Regions from separate parts of the Gossypium hirsutum genome. Here region 2 is linked to region 1. A link is a contact called in public Hi-C data. All regions are on one chromosome and are shown on one strand. The core of a region is the stretch at or near the end of the contact, and the rest is flanking DNA. Distances in the headings are between cores, read along the strand shown. Region 1 has its middle 11 kb from the start of TRNAL-CAG. Region 2 has its middle 9.0 kb from the start of LOC107911259.

Region 1 (7,095 bases), core at 3,300-5,799:
ATAACTTTATCACAAAATTGTTTAGCTTTTTACTTCCTAATCCTTAAAATTATATTTCAGCCGGACACAAAATTATAGACTTGGTCCCCGTCAATTATATTACAATATATTTTGAACTCGAAAACATTTAAAAAAAATTCAAAAAATGGGAAGTAATGAAGCACTCGAAGACAAAGAACATATACGGCAAATTGGGAATATTTATAAAAAAAATCCCTTTAAGATAGTTTATTTTAGGGTCCCATTTGGTAGCATGCTTGCTTGGTAGCCAGCATGCCGTTTATGTCCTTTTAGTCATTAATAAGCTATAAATTGCTGCGGCATTGGAAGCAAATGTCCACGTTACGTACTCTTGTGAAAATGCCAAGTGTAAAACGGATTGGTGTAGAACGAATTTCCAGATTTCAATAAATTTTCTTCAATTTTCAATTATTATTATTATTATTATTTGTAAAACAGTAATTGCATTGAAACACGAGGCCGGTTTTATATGGAAATGGGAAAGATTTGAGGCTCAAATTTCATATTTATTAATGATATTTTTCATACAAAGAAAAAAAGTACATTAATGAATTCTCTCAATTTAAGATGGTGTGAAGATTGTTGGTTAGTCTATCAAATATAATTATAAATGTATGAAATTATATGCATGGTCATTATTTTAATAGATCGTTCAATCATACCGAATGACCATTGAACTAATTTGAGTAGGGTTAGCGGATTCCAACATTGACTCAACCATTTATGATTATGTTTCAAGTTTATAGACTCATTGAATGCCCATTTATTCATTAACGTAAAATACAAATAAATATTTTCTCAATTCAAAATAATGTCCATCCATTTTTAAATATATAATCATATTACCCACTGATTTTTATAATATTTCGAATAACGCATAATTTTTTTACTATAAAAATTTAATAATTATAAATAATTATATCAATACATATAATATATATTCATAACTAATTTACCCCAAGAAAATTGCGAAAAAATAAAAATCAACAACTAACTCATTTGGAGGCGGTTCATGTCATCACCTTAAACAATACATAATCATGCCTTAAGAAAGTGTCAAATCATTCTTTGGAACCACACTAATATATTTAATGTATTTTTTTATTCATTTTGAAAAAAATATTTTTTAATATTAATAACAATTCTTTCCAATAATATCATAATCAAACTTCATTTCTCTACGAAAATCATCACTGCACCCAATATATATGTCACATATAAATTTGTAATAAACATATCACTAGTTTGCAAGACAAGGGCGACGTCCACGACATGCATCGACGTTAAGCCTAAACGACACTTGTATGGCGGTTCATCATGCAACGTGGGAATTATCTACATTTAATTGCAAAACAGTATGCTGTTGTTAAAAGAAAAGGATGGTGATGACAAACATTTATATTAAAAACTGTTCAAACTTTGTCCTTGAAAATGTATTTAAGAAAAATCGAATAAAAATTAAGTATATAATCCGTGATTGTCGTTGTTTGAGACATACAAAAACTTTATTTGTCATTATCGATATTTTCAAAACTCTTACTTACTTCATGACAGTTGCATCCTTTTTAGAATGTACCGTTACCATATAAATATTATTTTTTCAATTAACCAAGGAGTGATTAATAAAAATAACAGATTAATAACGTCTTTTTAATATGTCTTATATATCGATTCGCATTGGCATTATTACCAATGTAGGAGGATGTAGATTCGAGTGCGCTGAAGCATATTATTCTCCGATTTAAGGGTTGAAGAGAGACTATGAGTGGTTCTAAACATTATGTCAAAAAAAGAGATACGATAAAAATGATAAATATTTTTTTAAAAAAATTAAATCTCATGGCTGTTTTAATTCTCCAAGGTTGCAGGGTGTTGATTCAAGACTATATCTATTTTAGTATTTATTTTAATTATTTATCCTTCTGTTGGTCTGATAGAAATTAGTCCCATTTCATACATGAATTTTCATTTTCGAAATCATTTTTTTAGAAATATAATAACTTTTTCTATTTACTATGATGACAAAAATTAATTCGACATTTAGTTTTAGAGAAGTCCAAAGATTTCCACGCCATTCTTGTAAGCTTTTTAGATTTTAATTGAGAAAAGAGACACGGAGGATCTTAAGAGAAGTAACCAATAAATAATCAATAATTATATTTTAAAACATCATTTACTAACCATTTATCTTTTGAATAATTCATAATCCAACCAACTAAGTCAAGTCAATTTGTTTTGGATTAAGCTTAAGTTTAACATTTTTAACATTAGTCGACTTGATTTTGTCCGTCTTATCAATAGTAATAAAATAATATTTAAACAGTCAAATAATTAATATCTCGATCCAAGCTTAAAATTTTACAGATCCAACTAATGAATATTTCTAATTATTTTTAAATAGATTTATTTTTAAATATAAATATATTTCATCATTTTAATAAAAACCATTAAATTTTTTTTGCTATTTTGTTTAAAAAATGTATTGATGATTGATATCTTATAAATGAATTTTAAATGTCTATATATAATAAATCAAAATAAAAAAATATTGATCGGCAAAATCTTCCACAAAACGATATCTAAAATTAAAAAGGAAAACGAATTGGAGGCTAAGAATAGGACAGCTGTCCAAAAGACTGCACCATGTTAATTTGGGCCCACTTATCAGCAGTTAGAATAAAAATGGGTGCCAAGTGTCAAAATAAAAGCAATAATTTCCTCTGGAGATCAGATCCCATTGTAGGAAATGGCCACGTATTGATTCTTTAAAGAATGGGACCCATTTAAATTGACAGATGATTCAGTGCGGTTTAATCTACGGAGAGGAGACGTGTTGACGTCATGATCTAATTACGATCTTGTTTTAGTTGGTTTTGGATTACCAAAATAAAAAAAGGAAGAAGAAGAAAAAGTCAAACCATCGATAGAGAACCGTTGCAGCTAAAGTATATTTATTTGGCTGGCGGATCATGTACTGTCACTGTTTGTTTGTTGCCTGAAAACGCTGTCGACTGCCACATTGACATATCTAAAATCAGATAACTTTAATATATTTTTTATAATATTTAATTTTTTACTATTAATTAAATTATCATGTCTCCACCATGAAAGTTTTTATGTAAATATATATTCTGTAGAATATTTATTTACAAATAGTAATGAAATTTGAGTTGAAATAAAAAAAAATTAATAAGAGAACGAGGCTGAACCCTTAAAGCCCAAGCATTACAGTTTCGATAAATAATTAAGCTCATTTAAAATATGAGTCGAGCTTAGATTCGAAAATTCAAAATTTAATCTTAGTCATTTCTATGTTTATAATATATAATACATAAAATTTAATTTTTAATAATATATAATACTATAATGTAAATATTAAGATGTCAATATATAATACTTTCAAAATAAAAAAATTCTGGGCGGGCCTAAAATATATATGTATTAGCCATTTACAAATATAAGTTGATTTAAACAAAATTTTAATATCATATTTCGAGCTAAAATGGGCTATAACAAGTATAAAGTGTGTTATTGTCACGCTTAAGCCCAGCTCAACCTGTCCCGTCCCATGAACACTTTTAATACACCTATAATTGCATCAAAATTTAAATTGGTTTGTAAAATTCAACATGTCTTAATTTGTGTATTGAGTGTATCTATTAAATCAATTGTGTAATTTTATCATATTAGTTGTTAATGTAAATGCGACATTGATAGATTTGATCTAAAGTACACACAATTTCAATAAATTTAAGAGGGTTGAATTTTTTTACCACGCCTTATCCTAGTTGTCAAATTAACAGATACACATACTTACAATTTTATTCATATGTTTTAAATATGTTCAATGTAAGCTTTGAGGCTTAAGTTAATAATTATAACGACATAGTTACATGGTCAAAATAATATTAATACTTTAAGTATTTAATTATAATATTTTATAGTTTAAATTTTAATTCATAATTTGATAACTCAAGCGCTATTGTTGAACTTGGCCCCTACTTTCAACTTTATACTTTTTTTTCTCAACTTGCGTCCAGACTTTTATTTCCCTTCACTATTTTGATACTTTTGTAACTTGGTTTCGAGCTCATTTGTATCGCTATCTTCTCTAATCGATAACCCTGTCAAATCACTTCTCACTTTTCTCACTTTTTCATATTTGATTTCGAGTCTCTTTGAATAAGTGGTGCGTTTATCTACAGTCAGTGTAAAAATAGCGGCGACGATGAGATTAAATACTGTAGTGTGAAACAAAAATAAAAAATCTAAACGCATCCCACTAAATGTAGATGCCCATCATTTACATTAGTTTAAGCAAAAACGGTTTTTAAATTTATATAATTGTAGAAATATTCTGATGGTGAAATGAATTTATTTTGATAATAAATATTTAAATTACTAAAATAATTCACATGTTTTAATTATATTTTATTATTTTTGTAAAAAAGGAGTACACTCAACACTCGTAGCTTAATGGGCTTTGAAATAAAATAAACAACACCCTTTTATTGGAATTGCCGACAAACTGAACAAGGCCCAATAAATTAGTGGGCTGATGGTCACCTCCTCCGATCCATCAGGTGGTTTGGTGGTGGATTCTCCGCTCCATCTGAGGTTTTTAAAATATTGGTATTTCGAAATCAAACAATTCAAATTATTAAAGATGTTAAAAATTATGGTTTTGATAAAATTATTCATTATGAGCATGGAATTAAATAATTAATTAATTAATAAAAAAATAACGGTATTAGCTTTTAAGTGTTTAAATTGGGTTTTAGTGCTGATTTGATGAAAGTTATTTGTTATTGTTATACATTTGAATTTTCATGATTTTGTTTATAGAATAAAATTCGTGTCACTTGCCAATTTCGTGATTACGATATTTCTTTAGTTTTAGGATTGATTTAATGAAATTTATCTACTAATATTATTTATTAGTTAAAAATGAATTTTCATCAAATCAACATTGAACCTAGATCAAACACTATAAAATTATCATGGTTAGTTTTAGGTATTAAAATGTATAACTTTTGTAGAAAACAAGTACCACGGTAATAAAAAAATGAGAGCCAAATTCAAATACCAATTACTATATTATTAAAATATTTCAGACTAAAATATATAACTTATTGAATAATTAAATAATATTAAACTATTATATATATTGTTATGTTATGTGAATATAAATCGAAAGGATTTAAAGGATGTTTTAGTTTATTTTATTATGTTACCAATTTTTAAAAAGTTTACAACTACAATCTCAAGTATAAAGCATAAATAATGTATGTTTGATTAATTGGAATCGAAATGAACTCAATACAGAGCACAATAAATTTAGACATAATTCATATAAGATAAATTTTAAACTCTGATAATCTTAGAAAGAATCCATATATGACATTTGCATGTAGTATAACTCGAGCCATTAAAGCTTCAGTAAGTCAATTATTAAAATCGAATTAATTAAATATTAATTATTGGAAAGATTTGTAAAAAATAATATAAAAAAACATCTGTCAAAGTTATTAAGATATTGTATATCTAATTTTAATTAGTATATATAATTACTACTTAATAGGTAGAATTCAATTTTAGCTCATAACTCAAAAATATAAAAGATTTATTATTTAATAAAATTAAAACTTTTTTAAATAAAAATTAAAACTGTTTTAAGTTAGAAATTTTTTTTATGGAGTCGAAATTAAATTACAATTTTTGAAGGATTAAATTAAATTTATATCAATTTTAGAAGGGGTAATGTGCAATTTTACTTTTATTAATTTAAAATGTCAAAATATAAAAATTTTCATTTTAGGAGGGGTTGCCAGCCCCCTAAATTCCCCCGTATCATAATATATTATATTTCAATGTATTTAGGAATAATCTGAGGTCTGATATTTAAAATCAGGGTTTTTTACATAAATAATACTAAAATAATACAACCATTTTATTATGTACCAAAATGGTACAAACAATAAAAAAAACGAAGCTAGCTAACGAAAGTGACAGGACCCTGGTCGAGGGTCTGCCAGAGGCGGCACCAAAGGTGCCACTGCCACAGGCGACACCTGTGCCTTGTTTTAAAAAAATAATGGATTATCTTGTTATTATGTTTTTTAGATATTTTTTTATTGTTTTTTGTTGTTAGTTTAGTTATTATTGTTAGTTATTAGGATTAATAAAAATCCTAATTATTATTATTGTTAGTTTTTAAGGTTTAGTTATTAATAATTATTGTTACTTAGTATTATTGTTAGTAAAAAACTAAGGGTCAGTTTGTTTACATGTAAAAGGGTTTACGGAAAATGTTTTCTGCATTTTCCTGTGTTTGTTTCACAGAAAACAGCTTGGTCAATGGAAAATGACTTACAGGTCAACGGAAAATAAGCCTTTTTCATTGTAAAATGACTTACCCTTTTGAAAAGCGTAAGTCATTCTTTGAAAAAGAGTTTCTCAATAAATAATTTTACTTTTATATAAAAATTAACTTAAATCAAGTTTAATATTATTATATTGATAATAAATTTTATTTTTGTTTTTAAAAATATTTAAAATTATTAAAATATTAATATAAAATATTATTATTTTTTAATATTATTAAACATACATATTTAATTATTTATATTTAGTCATATAATAAAATATTAATATAATTAATATAATTTATTATTTTTAATAAATTATTTAATATTTAAATTTTATTTTAATATTAAGTTTTAAAAATAATAATTTTAAATAATATTATTCACATATTATTGAAAATATCAATATTAATATTTTAATACTAAATATTTATTATAATTATAAATATATTAATAATAAATATTTTGTAGTATAAATGTTAAAATATGTCAGAAGTCTATATACTCTTCACAAATTTGCAATTTAGTTTCTGTACTTTTATTTTTAAGAATTTAGTCCCTCTACTTTCCAGATTTTAAAATCAAGTCCAACTACTGACATTGTTGATTTTTTTTTGTCAATTTTGTCAATGTCACGTTTTTAAATAAAAAAAATACTCAGTTGGTAGTCATGTAACTAAAAAATGATCATTGTAATAAACCTAAATTT
Region 2 (7,095 bases), core at 3,435-5,934, 33 kb before region 1:
ACTTGGGCCCTCATGTCAAGGTTCCAGTTTATACATACGGGCTTTTCCTATTTCGAGATGTCACGTGTCATTACAAGATTGGAGTGTTAACATGTAAGTGACTTATCTTAATTGGTCAATTTAGGGTGACGTTATGTTGCCAACATGAATTGTTAAATTGAATAAGGTGATCACTGAATGCGGTCCACTTAATGTGGTGGCGATTGATGTGGGTAGGTTGCGAGGACTTGTTAAGTGAGATATTTGCTCATTCGTTAAAGGGTTGAACCCATGAGATTACCCTTAGCGAGAGGTCATCACTAAGGAGTTTTAATAAGAACGGCTTATGCAAAGTATCTGGGAGGTGTTTGGTGGTGAAGTGTAACGATATTTAACTTTTTTTATTTTAATAAGTGACAAGAGGTAAGGGTTATTTAATGATGAAAGTCATCATTGGTGTCAACTAAAGATTTGAACACAAGTTGACCGAATCTTAGCTCTGTTGGCATTGATATTATTATCAGTGCAAAAGGATGTGAGTTCAAGTGTGCTGAAGCGTATTTATCTTCCTATTTAAGGGTTCAAAAAGAGTTATGAGTAGTTCTAGATATTATATGAAAAGAATTGAACACAACTTTCGTGGTTTGAACTATAGTTTGAGCTATTCGTAAACTTATGGGTTCTTTTTTAATATTGTATTGTATTGGTTTGTTATTTTTTATTCATGTTTGTTTTATGGTATATGTTCGAGGTTTGTAGCTTCTTCTCTCGACAAATGTCATCTCTAATGTTTGAACTTACGTCTCTCCTTGAAAATGCAATATATTTTACTATTATACCTACTACTTATTTGCAGTGTGTTGGATTTTTTTAGTTTCAAACTTTTAATTAGACAAATTATTATTATTAATAATGTAATTTTGTATCTTCATTTTATTAGTAAAATTTCGTCACTAAATTTAACAAGCCAAAGAAATTGTATTTTCCCGTCGCTTCCTTTTCCATCTATCTCCAAATGACAGAAGCATTAAAACAACGCCACAAAAATAAACTTCTCCTGTAGCCGACAGAAATAGAAAATAAATGGTTAAAATTTGCTTCAAGTCCCTATACTCTTTATATATTTGAAATTTAGCCCCACTATTTTTATTTTCAAGAATTTAGTTCTACTTTTTTGGTTTAAAAATGCTAGTTGAATTGTTAGTATTGTTAAAATTCTTATATTAAATTCAAGTTCATTACAATGCTATTTTTTTGTTAGGTGTTTACCAATCAAGTATTTTTATTATTTCAAAATATCACACCAGCGAATTTAATATAATAATTTTAATAGAATTAATAATTAGACCTAAATTTTTAAATCTAAAAAATAAAGAGATTAAATTTCAAATATACAAAAAAGTATAGGGAATTAGAACATATTTTAACCAAAACAAAACAACACTAGAAATTTTTCTAATACAATTTTTAAATTACTCATAATCCTCCAAATCCTTGAATCGAAGGATAAAACGTACTTGAATTACGTCCTCTTAAATATTACGACAACTGCATCAATTGAACAAAAACTCAATCCACATACCATGCCAAACAAGTTGAAGTGAATCGTCAATAGAGGTCAAGACTCGGTGAGACTGGGCAAAATTGGGCTTTCTTAATCTTTGCTCTGTTATCGTTACACGACAACGAGCAAAGAGGGGCAGCTGTACAAGCCCAATTTTTAGCCCAATCCCACTATCCAAAATTTGACTCGGGCCCATACCAGCAAAACCCTCTACCCAATACAACCCAAAAACCCTACCTAAACCTACCCAACTCAATTAACCCCCCAAACCCAACTAGCCTAACCCAAATTTATAGCCCAAATTTGGGGCCCAAATCCCCCAAAAGTCAAGCTAGGGTTTCAGAAAAGAAACCCTAGCACCGCAGCCCTCTGCCTCTAACTCTGCTGGCCGCCGCATACGTCCCGTCACCGCGCCACCGACGCCCCCACTTGCCCCTGCGACAGAAATGACAAGAACATTAAAGAAACAAGTTGTAATGGCTATAAAAGCCAAACAAAAACAAATTGTAAGGGGTTCGGCCTCTATTTTTAAAAAAAAAGAACAGAAATAAAAGGTTGAACATTTTTGCTCAGTTTTCTCTTTACTTTTGCTTACTGTTTTTTTTTAAGTTCATTTTTTTCCTTTTTTTAACTCGAAAACATAAAGAAAAAAAATAAAGGAGAAGGCTTTTTACCTTTTTTACCTGCGCCGCGCCGGACATGGAGGAAGGCGAGCGGTTTCGCCCTTTTTCGGGTCTTCGGCCTTTGTTTCACGAGATTCGGCCCCAGATCCGTGCCTAAGAGACACTCGACTTCGAACTAGGATAAAAAAGATCCGATTTTGAGACATCGGCCACCGCACGCGGCGGTGCTACGCCGGAGGCCGGGCCAGATCGGTGGCCGGATTCTGGGGAAGAAGATGAGAGGGGAGAGAGTTTTGAATTTTTTTTAAATGGGGGGGCTGAATGGATTTTTTTCAGAAAATTTGGGCTTAAATACTGATATAAAACGGCGCCGTTTTGATATGGCCTTACCCGCGCGTCGACCCAACCCGCCTAGAGGATCCGCGTGTTTTCGACAGAAGGGCTAATTGCATCTTTAGCCCTTCCGCTTTTAAATAATCTTGCAATCTGGTTTTTTTTGTTTTTTTAAATTCGCCCTGAAATCTATTCTGATTTACAATTTGGTCCAACCTGAAGCGCAGTGTTTTGGAGAGCGGGAATATTTCCCATTTTGGTCCCTCCATTTCTACTCGTGTTGCATTTGGGACCTGATTTGCTTTTCTTTTTAAATTTGGCTCTTAAATTTTATTTTTCTCTTGATTTAGTCCCTTTTGTTTTTTTATTTCGATTTCGCCCCGTATTGTTGCTTTTACTTCGATTTAGTCCATTTTTAACACTTTTATTATTTTCTTCATTATTTTAGCGTATCATCATTTATTTATTATTATTGCTTTTATATATATAGGAGTATATATTTTTTTATATTTTTATATACTTATATACATACTTTTTATATTTTATGATAGTTATATACGTATATATGTACATATTTACTTATATATATATTTTATAATGCATATATGCATATATTTTTCATGTTTTTATAAATTAACGTACATACTTATATTTTACATATCTTTGTATTTTATAATCTATATACATATATATGTAAATACTTATATTTTTATATCTTATAATTCATATATATTTTTTCATTTTTTTTATAATTTTATGTATATACATACATATACATATTTCCCTTAAATGTACATATACATGTTCATATTTTATAATTTTCATCTATTTTCCTTTATTGTTTTGTATGATCATTTATGTATTTATTTATATGTCCATTTTTTATGCTTTAGTTTATTTATTTATTTATTTGCTATGATATATGCATGATTGATTTATTTTATTATTCGTTTTTGTAATATCTGTTCACATTATCATATCTATTATCCCATTATGCATATTAACACTATACTTCAAAAAGGAAAATTTTTCAAAATAAGGTAATGTTTTGCCGTTTGGAAATTCGAGAAAACATGCCCTAAGGTGCTGGGTGTCGATTTTTCTCATTCAACCAAATGGCTAAATATCTTTTTAAAAATTTCAAAATAAGGCAATGTTTTGCCGTTTGGAAATTCGAGAAAACATGCCCTAATGTGCTGGGTGTCTATTTTTCTCGTTCAACCAAATGGCTTAATATCCTTTTAAAAATTTTAAAATAATGCAATGTTTTGCTTTTGGAAATTCGAGAAAACATGCCCTAATGTGCTGGGTGTCGATTTTTATCATTTAACCAAATAGCCAAATATCTTCTTGAATTTCAATCCATATCATTCGAATTTTTTTAAGGATCGTATTTTAAATTTCTTTAAAGTTTTCAGTTTTCGACACTAAGACATTAAGTAATCAACTAGGTACCAATTTTGGGCGTATCGAGGGTGCTAATCCTTCCTCGTGTGTAACCGACTCCCGAACCCGTTTTTCTGAATTTCGTGGACCAAACCTGTTGTTTTAATAAAATCAAATCGTTTATTAAAAACAACCACTTTTCGAGGTGATCCGATCACACCTCATCAAAAAGGATCGGTGGCGACTCCCATTTTTGTTTTCATTTTCCAAAACCCAAGTCGACCCTGTTTTTCATCAAAAAAATGGTGTCAACAATTACAATGCTATTTCTTTTGTTAGGTGTTTACCAATCAAGTATTTTTATTATTTCAAAATATTACACCAGCGAATTTAATATAATAATTTTAATAGAATTAATAATTAGACCTAAATTTTTAAATCTAAAAAATAAAAAGATTAAATTTCAAATTTACAAAAAAAGTATAGGGAATTAGAACATATTTTAACCAAAACAAAACAACACTAGAAATTTTTCTAATACAATTTTTAAATTACTCATAATCCTCCAAATCCTTGAATCGAAGGATAAAACGTACTTGAATTACGTCCTCTTAAATATTATGACAACTGCATCAATTGAACAAAAACTCAATCCACATACCATGCCAAACAAGTTAATTAAAGGTGAAGCTTTTTAAGTGTTAAAAAAAAATTTTCCAAGCCCACCTTTTTGTGTTGCATGTGAATATATGGAGTATAGTTCGAGAGAGAAAATATTAAGCATGGCCCGTTAGGAAGCAAGCACTAGATTCGAGAATTATTCAAAGTAGGAACATAAATGGGCTTTCATGAGGCGGCCACCTTAATCTATCACTTTTTTTGGATAAGTTATTTGAGTTTAACTCAAAAATTTAAATTTAATTTGATAATTATTAAGTAGTTTTAAATTTAATAAAACTTGATTCAAACTGTTGTTAAATATTTTTAATTTCACTTCTAATGTATATTATAATTTTTTTATATTACGAAATTATATTATTGTCTTTAATATATATTATTAATCTTAAATTTAATTATTAAACCAAGATCGAATTTGAACTTAATTAAATACGAATTTAATCCAACTCAAACTCGAAAAATTTTGCTTAACTACACTTAATGTGAAATATAGATGTTTGTATTGAAGAAGGAAGAAACAAAAAAGTAAAATAAAAAAAAAAGTCAAAGCCTTCACATGTATTGCATTGAAGAGTTAATTTTCCATATTTCCAATGTTATCTTGGATTTTTGCTCATGCCACACCTATTTCGTTCCCTGTCTTGGCCCATTCGCTGCATCACTTGGTTTCTACTCTCAACTTCCTTCTTACCTTATCAAATAAAATATTTCTATTGTTGAAGGGATAAAAATATTATCTCTCATTTATCTAATTGTTAACATGTTGTTTTAAATGTTTTAACTAATTTCATTGGTCCAACTTTTTTTTTATTGAATAGAGACAATTATTATCCCTGACGAAAATTCAAAAAAAGACGACATCAATTTCACATGAGTTTCAATAAAAATCCGATAACATTATCTATTTTTAGGGACCAGATTTGATGAATCGAAGTCAAATTACATCAATCGAGCCGTTAGATGAAGCTTAATCTAATGATATTGGATATTCACTCTAAAAACCCATGTCGTGAGTAAAAATAACATGGACAGCTCCGTCTATGTGTGAGTTTATTTTATTAAAAATCTAACATAATCTTGAATTATAAAGCTTAATTAAGATTGGGTTGTTAACGAGTGAAAAGACTTTTGAAAAAAAGAAGTAATTACATTATATTTTCAATGAAATATAGATAGTTTATTAATTATTGTTGACTTAAAAGGAGTGTTTATGTTGACTTATCCTTCGCATCGTTTAACAACTCATGAAGGGTATGTCATGATTGCTTTAATTAGGATTCAACCTCGTAATTAAGGATGATTTTGTCATTTTAAAAAATGAGTAACATTACATGGTATTTGAATATCCAGTCCATTTCGTTGAGCTAAGTCAGAAGGTGTATTATTTTGATAGTGATATTATTAGCTGTTTTTTAAAAAATATTTTATTGCTAAATGTAATTATAAAAAGGAAATAAAATTGATCAAAGAAGAAAAGAAATTTGTTTAAAATATCAGATAAGTAAAATTTAAAAAAATTATAATCTTGTTTTAATTACTAAGAACTGATATTGACCACTATTGGTGGATACAAATAATCATACAGATTAGCATCAAAATCAAAGTAATGTCATATTAATACCATTTTATTCTGACCAATTATAGACCTTGTTTGAAAATTCAACATAGTATTTTTTTTCTTTCAAATGAATATAATATCTATATAATTAAGTTTTTTATTGAATCGGTGTTTAAACATGAATCTCATTTTCGATTTCATAATTTTCTACCCACCTTTTTATTTTTCTCACATTCAAAATAAAACATTCTATAAAAAAACGAAAATGAAATGATGTTTGTATTCCGATTCTATGTCTATTTGTGCTCTATCTTTATTTTATTTTATTTCGTAGTTACTCAAATATATCTCTCTCTATATATATTTGTAATTGTACCATATTCATATAAGTAAACCCTCTCCCTTAAAACAATATTATGCATAAAATTAAAAAAATGATAATATATATTTGGTTAAAGGTGATTTGTAGTAATTTGATATGTCAAATGAAGCTCTCTCGAACACTTTATGGGTTTTTCTCAAGCGATTTACGAGTCTTTTCAACATTTTTTATTGATTTTTAGTCTTTAGTATTAATGATAATTTTTCTGACGTTTTAATTTTTTTGAGACTCAAATTGGCAAAATTATGTCATCAGAGGCCTAATGGTTGATTTGAGTGTGTAGGGAGATGACTATAGCCAAACGTTAAGGAAAACATCACTATTGTGGGTGTCACGTACTAGGTGTGATGTGTTGCAACACCGAGTCCCAATATCTCGACTACAAGCCTTCAAGGTCGCAACTCCAAGTTGATGGTTGAAGTGAAGGAGCCCAAGGCCACTGTCAAGGATGTCGCGACACCAACTAGCCTGTGTTGCGACATCAAGAACCCCCGAGCTAAGAATGTGCCTAATGCGGAGGATGTCGTGACACCAAAGCTTGACAGCATGTTTGGTTGGCTGTAATGGAATAGAGACGTAATGGAATAGATGC

The links. A called contact is a pair of places that touch in the nucleus more often than the background predicts.
Region 2: a Hi-C map of leaf shows a contact between it and region 1, with 1.9 times the contacts expected there. The contact joins two enhancer-like sites. A contact is called at or near these places in 12 of 34 Hi-C or Micro-C datasets (anther, callus, fibers and 2 more).

What each region holds. Positions count from the first base shown.
Region 1 is chrD11:2,801,080-2,808,174 of Gossypium_hirsutum_v2.1, reverse strand. No RefSeq gene overlaps it. Among protein-coding and RNA genes, the nearest start is that of TRNAL-CAG, 11 kb to the right of the region's middle. Within about 2 kb of position 4,549, at least 1 of the 9 cell types and tissues checked has an H3K27ac peak or open chromatin away from gene starts, as enhancers often do. A contact at or near this core is called in leaf, where this site is marked.
Region 2 is chrD11:2,834,495-2,841,589 of Gossypium_hirsutum_v2.1, reverse strand. No RefSeq gene overlaps it. Among protein-coding and RNA genes, the nearest start is that of LOC107911259, 9.0 kb to the right of the region's middle. Within about 2 kb of position 4,684, at least 1 of the 9 cell types and tissues checked has an H3K27ac peak or open chromatin away from gene starts, as enhancers often do. A contact at or near this core is called in leaf, where this site is marked.